2 separate regions of the Anser cygnoides genome follow, and region 2 is linked to region 1. A link is a contact called in public Hi-C data. All regions are on one chromosome and are shown on one strand. Each heading gives the region's core, a stretch centred on a gene start, on an enhancer-like site or on the middle of the called end of the contact. The rest is flanking DNA. Distances are from core to core; before and after follow the strand shown.

Evidence for each region. Hi-C and Micro-C count contacts between places; a contact is called where the count stands out from the background.
Region 2: a contact with region 1 is called in a Hi-C map of liver, with 15 times the contacts expected there. The contact joins the promoter of PTPN9 here to the enhancer-like site in region 1. A contact is called at or near these places in 2 of 7 Hi-C or Micro-C datasets (both in liver).

Annotation. Positions count from the first base shown.
Region 1 is chr11:12,849,506-12,855,086 of Taihu_goose_T2T_genome, reverse strand. No RefSeq gene overlaps it. Among named protein-coding and RNA genes, the nearest start is that of C11H15orf39, 5.4 kb to the right of the region's middle. Within about 2 kb of position 2,251, at least 1 of the 3 cell types and tissues checked has open chromatin away from gene starts, as enhancers often do. A contact at or near this core is called in liver, where this site is marked.
Region 2 is chr11:13,215,616-13,221,196 of Taihu_goose_T2T_genome, reverse strand. It overlaps PTPN9 (protein tyrosine phosphatase non-receptor type 9), which reads left to right and starts at 2,398. Exons shown (of 13, transcript XM_048081500.2): 1 at 2,398-2,628. The coding sequence starts at 2,536. It overlaps SNUPN (snurportin 1), which reads left to right. Exons shown (of 8, transcript XM_067003976.1): 8 at 726-1,814. The coding sequence ends at 1,040.

The DNA of each region.
Region 1 (5,581 bases), core at 1,002-3,501:
CTGCTGCGCCTGCCCCGTGACCTGGCTCTTGGCAAACGCGGCCCCTTTATAAAGGCGGCGAGGTTTTGGCCGCTGGCTCTTGCCCTGAAAGCGGAGACGGCAGCAGACGAAGCCGGGGGCTCGCTGTGTCCCCCGGCAGCCCCGGGAAGCCCCTCCTGCCCTTCCCTGCCAGCCATGCTCAGGGGCTTCCCACCCGGGGCTCCTTTCCCTCCGGGGAAGCCACTTTCGGGCTGGGATTTTCCCCGCTGTGACCGAGCCCCGGGGTCCCTGCACCCTGCGTGCGCGGTGCTGCAAGCAGCAGCCTTTTTGCACGGGTGGCACTCGGTGGCCAAGCTCCTGCGGCGCTCCGTGGGCTGTGAGTGTCAGCCCCATGCAGCTGCTGGAGCACCTTCACCCCTGCAGTCAATGAACCCGCGCGCTTGCTTCAGTGGAAAGTCAATATTGACTCTCTGCCGTCGTTTGCATGCGTCGGCACTAAAATTAACAAAAGCAGAACAGAGCCCACGCTTCGTTCCGATGCCAGTTTTGTTGCAGTGATTCTTAAAAACAAAATAAAATGAAGTGGTTGGGCTTACTGACGTTGTGTGCTGGGGGCTGCAGGCACAGGGCAGCCGGGAATTGCTCCCATCCGTGCCCTGGGGCTTGGAGGGAGGATGGAGGTGGGGAGGTGATGTGCTTGTCTCCGTAAGTCACCAACTTATTAACATCCCCCAGCTTTGTCCTCCTTGAAAAAACATCCTTCCCCCAAAGCATCCCCATCCTGACCCCAAAGCACCCCTCTGAGCCCCCCAGGGCACCCCTCTGAGCTGGGCCGCCTCCGTCCCTGCCTTGCCCCCAGCTCCCCGGAGGGGACGCGAGTGCCGGGGCCGGGCAGGGAGCAGCACGGGCCATGGGAACCGGCGGCATCCCTGCGGTTTAGAAACTGGAAATAAAAGCTGAAGCGGTTTGAAGGCTCGGTCTCGAAACAGGGAAGGTGGCGGGGGAGCGGAGAGGAACCAAAACCCGCCTGCGGAGGAACCATCGGGGCAGCGAGGGAGAAGTGAGAGCGGCTGTGATTACTGCAGGCGGCGGTGGGAAGGGTGGCAGTGCTATCTCTGCCTCTTTCACTTCCCTGTCCCAGCGCCTCCTCCTGCCTCCAGCCTTGCTTTTTGCCCCCGTGGCTGCCCAGGGGTGGCCTGGCCCCGGTGCTGTGCTCAGGTGGTGAAATCCTGCAGGTGCGGGGCTTTTAGCACTGGCTCCCTGCTGCTTTCCCTCCCTCGCTTTGCCCTCGCCTTTAAAAGCATCCCTGCTGCCCCTCTGGGGTGCGGAAAGGGGCTGAGGGCTTCCCTCTGAATTAAACCAAAAAAAAAAAAAAAAAAAAAAAATGGTGTAACTGGGGGGGAAAGAAATGCCAGGAAAGGTGAAGCCGCTCCCTGAAAGCCGACCGCTTTCATCCCAGAGGAGCCCCGGGCTCGCGGGGCTGGGCAGGGAGATCACAGACGGCGCCGGGTCGGATGTGCTGGAGCTCCTCCAGCCCTGGCCGGTGCTTAAATAGAAAGGTTACGTACCCGGGGGATTTATTTCATCTTTTAATTGGTTGTTTGTTTACACGGCTCAGGAGCTCTCTGCCAGTGTTTGCTTTGCTGGCTCACTCAGCTCCTGCGACGCCGGGACGTGCTGGGGCTGGATTTCGGCTCCTGCCACGGAGGCGGTGCTGATGGAGACCCCAAAATCTGGGCTTTGGGACACCTCTCTCCTGAGCATCTTCACGGAGGATGGTGCAAAACACCCTCATGTTCTTATAGCCCTTTTCCTTCCAGCGTGGTTGGGAGCCAAGGGATCCTTGCCCGGGCTCAGCACCCCTGCCCGGAGGGGAGGAGGGCAGGGATGCTCCTGGTCCTCCTCCGGAGCCCACACTGCCGGAGCTGACATCAGCAGGGATTTTGGGAGGAGCTGATGGGTGTCTCTGCAGGAACGTGGGCTTCTTTCTGTTGTTTTTGGGGCTGCAGACGTGTTAATGCCTGCTTTGCGCAACCAATCAATTTCTCAACCTTTTCTCTCTGCAAACAGCTGGGGACGGGGGCGGGTTGCTCAACTGGGGACAGGAGAGCCGCCTGCCCTGCCCGCCTCGCTGACCGCACGGGTCTCCCTTCTCCTCTTCTTCCCTCCAGAGCCATGCCTGGGAGCAGATCCTTGTCTTACCCTCCCTTTTTCCCCCTCCTGGCTTGGAGGCGAAGCTCCTCGGGCGCCGTGGCTTACATTGCCCACACTTTGTATTTTATTTGCAGGGGGAGGAAGACGATGGGCACTGCGCCATGCCAAAGGCCAGGCGCCACCCTATGATCATCCCGTGCTTGGTGTCACCAAGCTTTGGTCCGCATGGCCAGACGACAGCAGGCATCGCGTGCTGCATCTCCGTGCCAGCCCCAGGCCACCCGTTGACCTGCTTGAGGAAGGTGCAGGAGATGCTTGGAGCACGCAGGAGGTTGGACCGGCCGACCAGGAAGCCTCCGAGATGGTGCTGCCCTCGGGTACGATGAGGGATGAAGGCTTTGGGGAATTTTCCCCTCTTGCTGCAGGCTGTTGGGGGAAAAAATATATATCGGAAGCTTCCTGGCTGAGCATGGTGGAGTTTTGCGTCAAGACAAAACAAAATGATTGAAAGCCCTCTTGCTTCGTGCCATGGGCTTGGATGGGCTCAACTTCAGCCACGGGACGGGGTTGGTTGGGGCTGGGGCTGGATTTGGCCACCTTGGGGGTAATCGGAGGTGGCACGGCCACCGTCAGCCTTCATCACCACCATCATCATCACGGAGGCACCCGGGGTGGGAACCACCTCTTGGAGAGCTGCCGGAGATGGGAGAGGTGCTGCTTTTTGTGCCGCCGGGGAGCCTGGGGCTGGGATTTACCCACGGCAGCGGCTGCTGGTGAGAGGTCTGGAAAACCCGGGGCCTGCCGCGCCTTGCGCTGGGCTTCCCAAAGCGGAGCAAACCGAGCCCGGCCCATTAATTACCTGCTCGGGGACAAAGTTTGTGGGTTTGGGCTGCCCCCCTCCATGGAAAAAAAAAACAAAAATGCAAATTAGGCAGCCTCGTTAGATGGCGGGACGTGTCTCCTGAGGCTTGCACAGCTCCCTGGGCCTGATGCGCACCAGACTCCTTCCATGTCCTGGCGCCTGCCTCCAAAAGCAAGGTTTTAGTTTTTTTTTTTTTTTCTTATTTTTGTTCCTTCCTCCCCCGTAATCCTATTGATTTTTCCACCCGGCCCTGAGCCTGCACCCACATAGGTGCGTGCTCGGGTTTTGCTAGCATCTGGTCCGTGGCCGACCCTGCCCCAGTTGGCAGCGTGGTGTCCCGCAGGAGCCCTGTTTTCCCTTTGGTGGCTTCTGCCTTATCTCTCCAAGGCTTTTCACCTGGTTTTTACGTCAAAGACACGCTTGGGAGCCGTGTTGCTGGCGTGCCCCAGCAGTTTCAGCCCAGGGCTGCCGGGGATGGAGCCCCCGCAAGCTTTGCTGCTTGCTGGGCGCTCGCCTACGAGGTGGGACATGGGTGGGTGAAGCCTCCCCGCAGGGAACCCCTTCCCTTTCCATAATCACCAACCACAGCATTAAAAAAATAAATAAATAAATAAAAAAGAGAGAGAAAAGAAAAAGCACTCCCTGAAAGCTGAGATCCCCCAAAAGGGGAAAAGATCCCCCAAAAGGGGGGTATAAGCAGCGTGGCCATGTCTACAGGATCCCACCAACAACGACTTTCTAGACATCCTTCCATTAGGTTTCCCGGTGGAGAAAACTGGCAGGTGAGACCCAAAGCCACCACTGCAGGGACAGGGGAATGGGGGAGGAGAGCTCGGACCCCAAAGCATCGCGCCGGAAGAGGTCCCACAGCCCAAATGTCGGGCCCGAATCCAAAACATTGTGTTGGGCACGACCAAGAACTTCGCTCATTTCTTTCTTTTCTGTTTTTTTTTTTTTTTTCCTTCAAGGCACTGAAAATTGCTGCGTGGGCAGAAGGAGATTTGGAGGTGATTGATGGGTTTTCTGTGCCTGCCAAACAGATGTGCTCTTTTTATGGGCATCAGACACCCGGGCTTGCCCTTTCTGGCTGGAAATGCCAGCTCCCAGGTCCGGGGAGCTCGCGCCTCGTGGAAGATGCTCCAGTTGGCTTTGCACGACCAAAGAGTGCCCCGTGGTCGGAGAAAGGGTTTTCCTGCCTCGGCTTTTGGGGTTGAGGCGCATCTTCCACTATGGAGAGCCTTGAGGTGTCCCTCCGTGCCACCCCATGCATGGGGGTGCAGGGCCATGGGGTCGGGGCTTTCCGCCCTGCCTCATTTCCCTGAGCTGTGGGGCCAGAAGATGGCTCAAAGCTGAGGCCGTGGCGTGTCCCTGCATCTCGGGGACAGCTGCGGGTGCCACCAGGCTCGGCCCTGAGGGGCGCGGTGACCAGACGCCACCAGGGTGGGACCCCAGGGGGTTTTCCAGCAGGGAACTCTGCCTTGCACTGGCCCTGCCAGGGCAGAGCAGTAATTTTCCATCCGGCTTGGCGGCGTGGAAACACACCCAAGCACGGAAAAAGCCTGGAAGGGAAGAAAGAAGAAAAGGAGACACTTGGCCAAGGCAGCTTGGCGGGGTCCCAAGACGAGGAACGGCTTCAGGTTCATCCCCTGTACACGGCCCGGGACCCCAAACCCTTCAACCCTACGCTAATAACAATCTGTTTATTGCCCTGGGTGATTTGGTCTCCATCCCCGGAGGAACGTAACGCAAGGAGGGGGAAAGGCTTCTGTGCAAAGAGTGGGGGAAGAAACTGGAAGAGAGACAACGGGGGCGGGTAGGAGCGAGTCCCGGGAGGATAAATAGGGGGTGGCTGCTCCCTGCCCCTCCTTTTGCCAGATCTGGGGCCGCCAAACCGAGCCGGCAGCCGGCAGGCTGAAAGCAACCCAAAGGAGGTGCTTCTCCACACCGCTGGGAAGAGAAAATCCCGGGAGGGAAAGCCACCAAGGAGCAAGCCTGGGGTGACCCGGGCTGGGCCCCCAGCCTCGACAGGGCAGGTTCTGCTCCTGACAAAGAAACTCCCCTGACATCTCCTCCCGGCTCCTTTGTGCAGCCCCCCAAGGGACATCCCACCCAGGGGACCCTCCGAGCCCCTGCACGGGGCCAGCCCCGGGCACTGGCTGGCCGAAATGCAACTGCCCCGGGGCCAGACCCAGCTCTGTGGCTGGAAATAAGTCCTTTTATTATTATTTTTCCCCCTTTTTTTGGCTCTTTTGGCCGGATCGGTTCCCTGGGGCTGCTTTCCCTGATCTCACAGGTTACAAGTGGTGGAAGGACAAAGGCAGGAGCAGCTGGGCAAGGAGAAGGAGACGGGGCAGGCAGGCCTGGGGTGACCGTGCTCAGCCCCAGGAGCTGCTCCAGGGGCTGTATTCTGCCCCATGTCCTCTGAACCCCATGGAGAAATCAAGCCACCACTCGCTTTGCCCCTTACAAGTACATTGTTCCTCGCAGCGGGCAGCAGACCCGCATGGACTGAGGGGTTTCCACTCCTGGTGATGGTTCTTGGTGTCACAATGAGATTTTGGAGGAAAAGCTGAGCAGGGGGACACG
Region 2 (5,581 bases), core at 1,149-3,648, 370 kb before region 1:
TAGGGAAATGGCCTCTAAGAGCTCACGAGGCCGAGCTAAAAGGAGCACCACCTCCCAGGCCAGCTGGTCTTGCAGCAGGATCGAACCTCGCAGAGTGCACCCCTGGGAAGCCCAGGGAAAGTGGGGTGAGGAGGCTTGGGCGTGGAGGGGGCGCGGGGAAAACGCCAGCCACGAGAGTTCGGGCCTCAGCCTGCAGAGTCCTGAGTGCCCTTAGCTGTCATTGATCGCTGGACAAGTTCTCTCTCGGGAAGCATTAAGAATTTATTTTGCGTAAGCAAGCTGGAAGAGCTGTAGCAGTGTAACTACGAAGCGGGGCTCCTTGGCGTCACGCGCTCCCGCTAATTACTCTCCCAATGTATTATTTAAAATAAGCCTAATCCAGTAAAATGGCCTTTTTGTGCGCTGCCTCATTCAGAAACTGGGTGGCTTTTCTGTGGAGTGGGATCATAGCAACGAGGGGAAAAGCACTGGTCCGTGCCGCCGCCGGCCTCACAGTGTTTGCCTTCGATGCCTGAAAGCCTTCCAGCGCGTGCTGGGCCTGCGCTGATCTTCCAGGGCAGGAGCTCTGCGGGTTTCCCCTTTCCCTTCCGCTATTTATTGAGGAAAAACGATCCAGCTGGTGGCTTTGGCCGGTGAGTGAGGAGCGGCGCCGCCGTCTGGCGCTCTCATTGACCTGTAAAAGCCTCCAGCTCGGGCTTCTCATCCGCTCTCTCTCCTTTCTGCAGGTCGACGGACTTCTCTTCTACCACAAGCAAACCCACTACACGCCCGGCAGCACGCCGCTGGTGGGCTGGCTCCGGCCTTACATGGTGCCCGAAATCCTGGGGCTCGCCGTGCCCGCCACGTCGCTCACAGCCAAGCCAGACTACGCTGGGCGTCAGCTCCAGCAGATCATCGAGAGCAAGAAGAGTAAAAAGCTGGCAGCGGGGCAGCCGAGGGCTGCTGGGGACGGGCAGTACGAGCTGGAACACTTGTCTACCCCCCAGCCAGCAGCCTCTCCGGAGGGCCGGGAGGAAGCAGTGAGCAGGATGGAGAATTAGGCTGCTGTGGCAGCCTGCTTGGGTGAGGAGGAAGGAAAAGGTTTCTCGCTGCCTTTGAGGGCAGCAAAGGTAATCGTTATAGGATGGCTTTGTGTAAAGGGCACGGAAGTGCTCTCAGAGCCACTTTTTGGCCTCGCAGAAGCGAGGGCCTGAGCAGGATCGTCCGGTTCTGCCCAGGCAGTCACGTGCTGTGAAATAAAATAACCTGTCCCAAGCTGCAGGGCTCCCAGCTCAGCCCCAGCCCCGGCTTCTGTCTGAGGCTCTGGCAAGCCTCCAGGCCAGGACCAGCGCTCGGAGCCGTGGGCTACGGATCCTGCCGCATGGCTCCCGCTCGTGGGGCACGGATCCTGCTGGCAGCCCTGCCTGCGGGGCGCAGGAAGTCACGGGGCGCTGCAGCCTTCTGCTCCAGCTGTTGGCCGAGGCCTTCTCAATGAAAGTTTTGTGGTCAGCCTGCTTCTAGTAACAGAAGTCTGCAGCGGGCTGCTGTGAGTCTGCAGGCAGGGCTTTCCACGCCCACGTGTTACTGAGAAACTCGCTCTCCTTGCATCACAGCTGGCCCTGCCTCTCAGCACAGCGCCGTGCTGCGTGAGCCCCAGCCTGTACTCCGGGCTTTTCTCGGCAGAGGGAGGAAGGAATGATTTCGCTCTCAAAGCTGATTGTGCCAAATAAAAGGCTTCTCAGAAATACGAATTCTTCAGCGTCTCCCTGCTACCTCAGGGAGGAGACACGCTGTGCCTCCCAAAGGGGGATTAAAAAGCTGGTTGCAGCACTGAATGAATTAAAGGGTTTTAATTCTTGGCGCAGCGAGCTGCTCTGGCCCCTACCTGCCCAAGCCCCCTCTCCTGCGTGTCCCTGGGGCTGGTTCACCGTCACGCTCGCTGTCCCCAGGTTGTTTTTGAAGGGGAGATGAAAAAAGCCAGAGCAGGACCACTCTAAATGTGGAGGGGGAGAGGAAAATGGGCAAAAGCCATGGGACTGGGGTATCCTCGTGCAAATGCCTCCCTGTGGCCCCCGAGGAGGGCCCGTGCCCAGGAGGAGATAGCGCCAGCAGGGATGCTGCACGCAGATAGCGGGGCCATTCGCCTTCTGCCCTCACCCCCCCATTTTTCCCAGAAAATGCTCATTTCTGTGCCAAGCACGTGGGCCGCTCGCGATCATCTGACCGTGCCGCCGCTATCGATTACAGCTGCAGGAGCTGTCAGCGCGGCGGGGGGAGAGGGCTGCCCTCTGCTCCCCCTCCACGGGAGGGGAGGAAACGGCCCCCTGGCTCTGGGACCCCTTTCTTGTCGCTCAGATGTGGCCACGGCCCTTTCTGAGCATCGGGTTGTATTTTTAGCCTGCAAAGCGACTGCTCCAGGGGAAAGAGGACAAGCGCCTGGGCCGCCTGGTCCCCAGAGCAGTGCGGAGAGAGGCCCTGGGAGCGGGCGAGCCTCGCCGGGAGGGCAGCGGGGTCTGGGTGCATCCACCCGGTTCTCCTCCCGAGCTGGGCACCAGAATGCTCGATCTGCGCGTCCCTCGGGGAGGAAGGAGCTGGAAGAGCTGCGGCTCGGGTTTCAGGCTCCGTGCTGTCCTTCAGCAAGCTCTCAAGGTCCTCCAGCGAAGGGAAAGGGAGGGGGCCGGAGACGAAAGGCGGCTGAAAGGGGCTGCTGCCTCCAGCCGCCCGCTCTGATCGATGGCGGAGAGCTGGAGGGAAGCAGCCGGCGCTTTCCGCCCGCTCCAGCTGATGCCGCATAGTTTCCCTTTTAAAAGCATGAGCTGAGCCGGAGGGATAAATATTTGCCTTGCGATTCCCGCTGGAAACGAAAGCCTGTGTTTGGAGAGAGGGTGTTAAGCGGAAGCGGCCGGGGCCAGCGCAGTTTGTCGCCGTGACTCTGCTGTTTGCTGGGTGCGAGCCCGCTCCCAGCTGTTCCCTGCCCCGCTCCCGACCGGAGCAGGAGGTGGCACCGGCGGTCACCGAGCCGGGGTCCAAATTTCGGGTTGGGGGGGGGGCCGGGCTGAGCGAGCGGCTCCCCGGGCTCGGGGGGCTCCGGCTGCGGGCCCGGCTGCTTCCCTCTGCCCTTCCTTCCATTTTCTGCGAGCGAGGTGCAGGCTCCCGGGCTGCGGGCAGGGCGCCAGCGCCGCGCTCCGCCGCCCGACAAAATGTCCCCCTGGCCCGGCCGCCGGGGCCCGGAGCCTCGGGGGGGGCAGCGGGACGGGGAGGGCGAGGAGGACGCCTCGGGGGGCAGAGGAGGAGGGAGGGGGGCGAGGGCAGGGCTGGAAAGCCGCCCGCCCGCGGGGAAGGCTCGGGGAGCCGCCGAGGGAGAGGAGGGCGCTGAGGGAGGCCCAGCGGAGGCTGCTCGGCCCTGCGGGGAGGCTGCGGGGAGGCGAGGCGGGGCAAGGGCCCGGCCCCGGGGGGGTCCCGCCGAGCTCCCGGAGGACGCGGGGGGGGCTCCTGCTCCCCTCGCTCCCGCGGCCCCCCTCCGCCCGGGGGGGGCTTCCTGCCCGCCGCCGGCCCCGGCCTCCCCCCGGCCCCCCCCGGCCTCCCCCCGCCCTCCGCGGGGCCGGGGCCGGCGGGGAGGGGGCTGGGGCCGCTTCCTGCCGCCGCCCCCGCCGGGGCAGAGCGGGGCGGGGAGCGGAGCCCGGCCCAGCTTCCCCGGGGCGAGCGAAACTTCCCGGGGCTGCGGCGGATTTCTTCGTGGTTTTTTTTTTTTTTTTTTACCCTTTTTAAAGAAAATCTCTATTTTTATATTTGTATTTATTGCTCATCCCTTACTTTTTCATTCCTTATTTTTTGGTTTCTTATTTTTCCGTCTTTTTCACCTTTCATCTTCATTTTTCCTCTTTCTTTTTCGTTTCCGTTTTTCTTTCCCATTCCCTCCCCGTTTCCCCCCTTCTCCCCGTTCCCTTTTTTTCCCTTTCCCCCCCCCCCGATTTTCCTTTTTCCCCCTCCTCTTCCCTCCCTGCCGTCCCCCGCGGCCACCCCGGGGCGGAGCCTCCCTCCCTCGCCGAGCGTGCGGCCTCGCCCGGAGGCCGGGAGGGGCCGGGGGGTGCCCGCAGCCCCGCCGGCTCCCCGGGGATGGGCTCCGGCGGCCGCCCCGCCGCTTAGCCCGGCTCTGCCCGGCTCTGCCCGGCCCGGCCCGGCTCGGCTCGGCCCGGCCCGGCCGCGCAGCATGGCCGCGGAGCTGAGCGCCGAGGAGGAGCAGGTAGGTCCCCGCCGCGCTGCGCCCCCCCCTTTCTCCGTTTTTTCGGGGTCCCCCCCGGCCGCAGGGCTGGCTTCCCGCGGGCTGCCGCCCCGCCCCGCTTCCCTACGCCCCCTGGACCCCCCTATCCGCACGCTGCCCCCCATCCGGACATCCCCCTGCCCCCCTTCTGCACGCCCCCGAATGCCCGGCCCCCTGCGCCCCAAATCTGCGCAGCCCCCCCATCCTCACACCCCTCGTGCCCCCCGTCTCTGTGCCTTCCATGCACCCGGCCCCATCCCCCCCCATCCCCTCAGCTCCCCAGCTGCATCCCCGCATCCCCCAGGACCCCCATCTGCACCCCCCCATCCCCTTAACTCCCCATCTGCATCCCCCATATCCCCCAGGACCCCAATCTCTACCCCCCCATCCCCTCAGCTCCCCAGCTGTGTCCCCGCATCCCCCAGGACCCCCATCTGCATCCCCCCAGCCCCATGTCTCCCAGGACCCCCATCCCCACCCCCCCATCCCTTTAACTCCCCATCTCCACCCCCCCAACTCCCCATCTCCACCCCCCCATCCCCACTTCCCCCCATCCCCCCCATCTACGTCCCCCCGGCCCCCCATCCTGCATCCAGCCCCCCGCCTCCCCACACCCCCCTATCCCCCCCCACCCCAAAACCCTCCCCAAACCCTCCCCCCCCACCATTTCCCCCACCCCAAACCCCTTCCCAAGCCCAGCCCCGCCACCACCGGGGTGAGCTGGGGGGGCCGTGCCCCCGCTCCCCATGGACCCCCGGTGCCCCCCACGCTCCTCCGGCGCTTCCCACGCCCCGGGCCTCCCGTGACGTCCCGGCTTCCTCCGCCGGCCCTGCGTCACTGTGGGAGGATGTCGCCGCTCGCTCTCCCCGTGCCGTTCTCCATGGAGCCGCAGCGCTTCGCGTCCTCCCGCGGGCACCTTCCCGCTTTAAAGGCCGAGCCGTGCTGGTTTTGGGGACGTTTTGGGGACCTTCCCCGTCCTTTGTGTCCCCTCAGGGTGTACGCGCACGTGGGGTGAGGGGTGATGCCCCGGGGTGTTTGGGGCCGTGGTCGTGTCGCAGAGCAGCGTTTAGGGTTTTTTTCCATCAGACCTTTTCCTGCTTGATTTATCCCAAGGGGACGGGGAGCAGCAGCTTTCTGAGTGTATCGCGTTTTGGGGCGCAGCTGGTGCTGGCGCATCGTAAATCAGCCCTTCATCCCGGTCTCGCTTGCTCCCCGCGTCGCAAAGCCCGGTGCTCTTTCAGCACAACGATTTGGGGTTTTCTCCCGGGATGCTCCGGGCAGGGGGACCAGCCCGTGCCCGGACCCGCTCGCGGCCACCTTCCCCCCGAGGGGCGCTCAGCA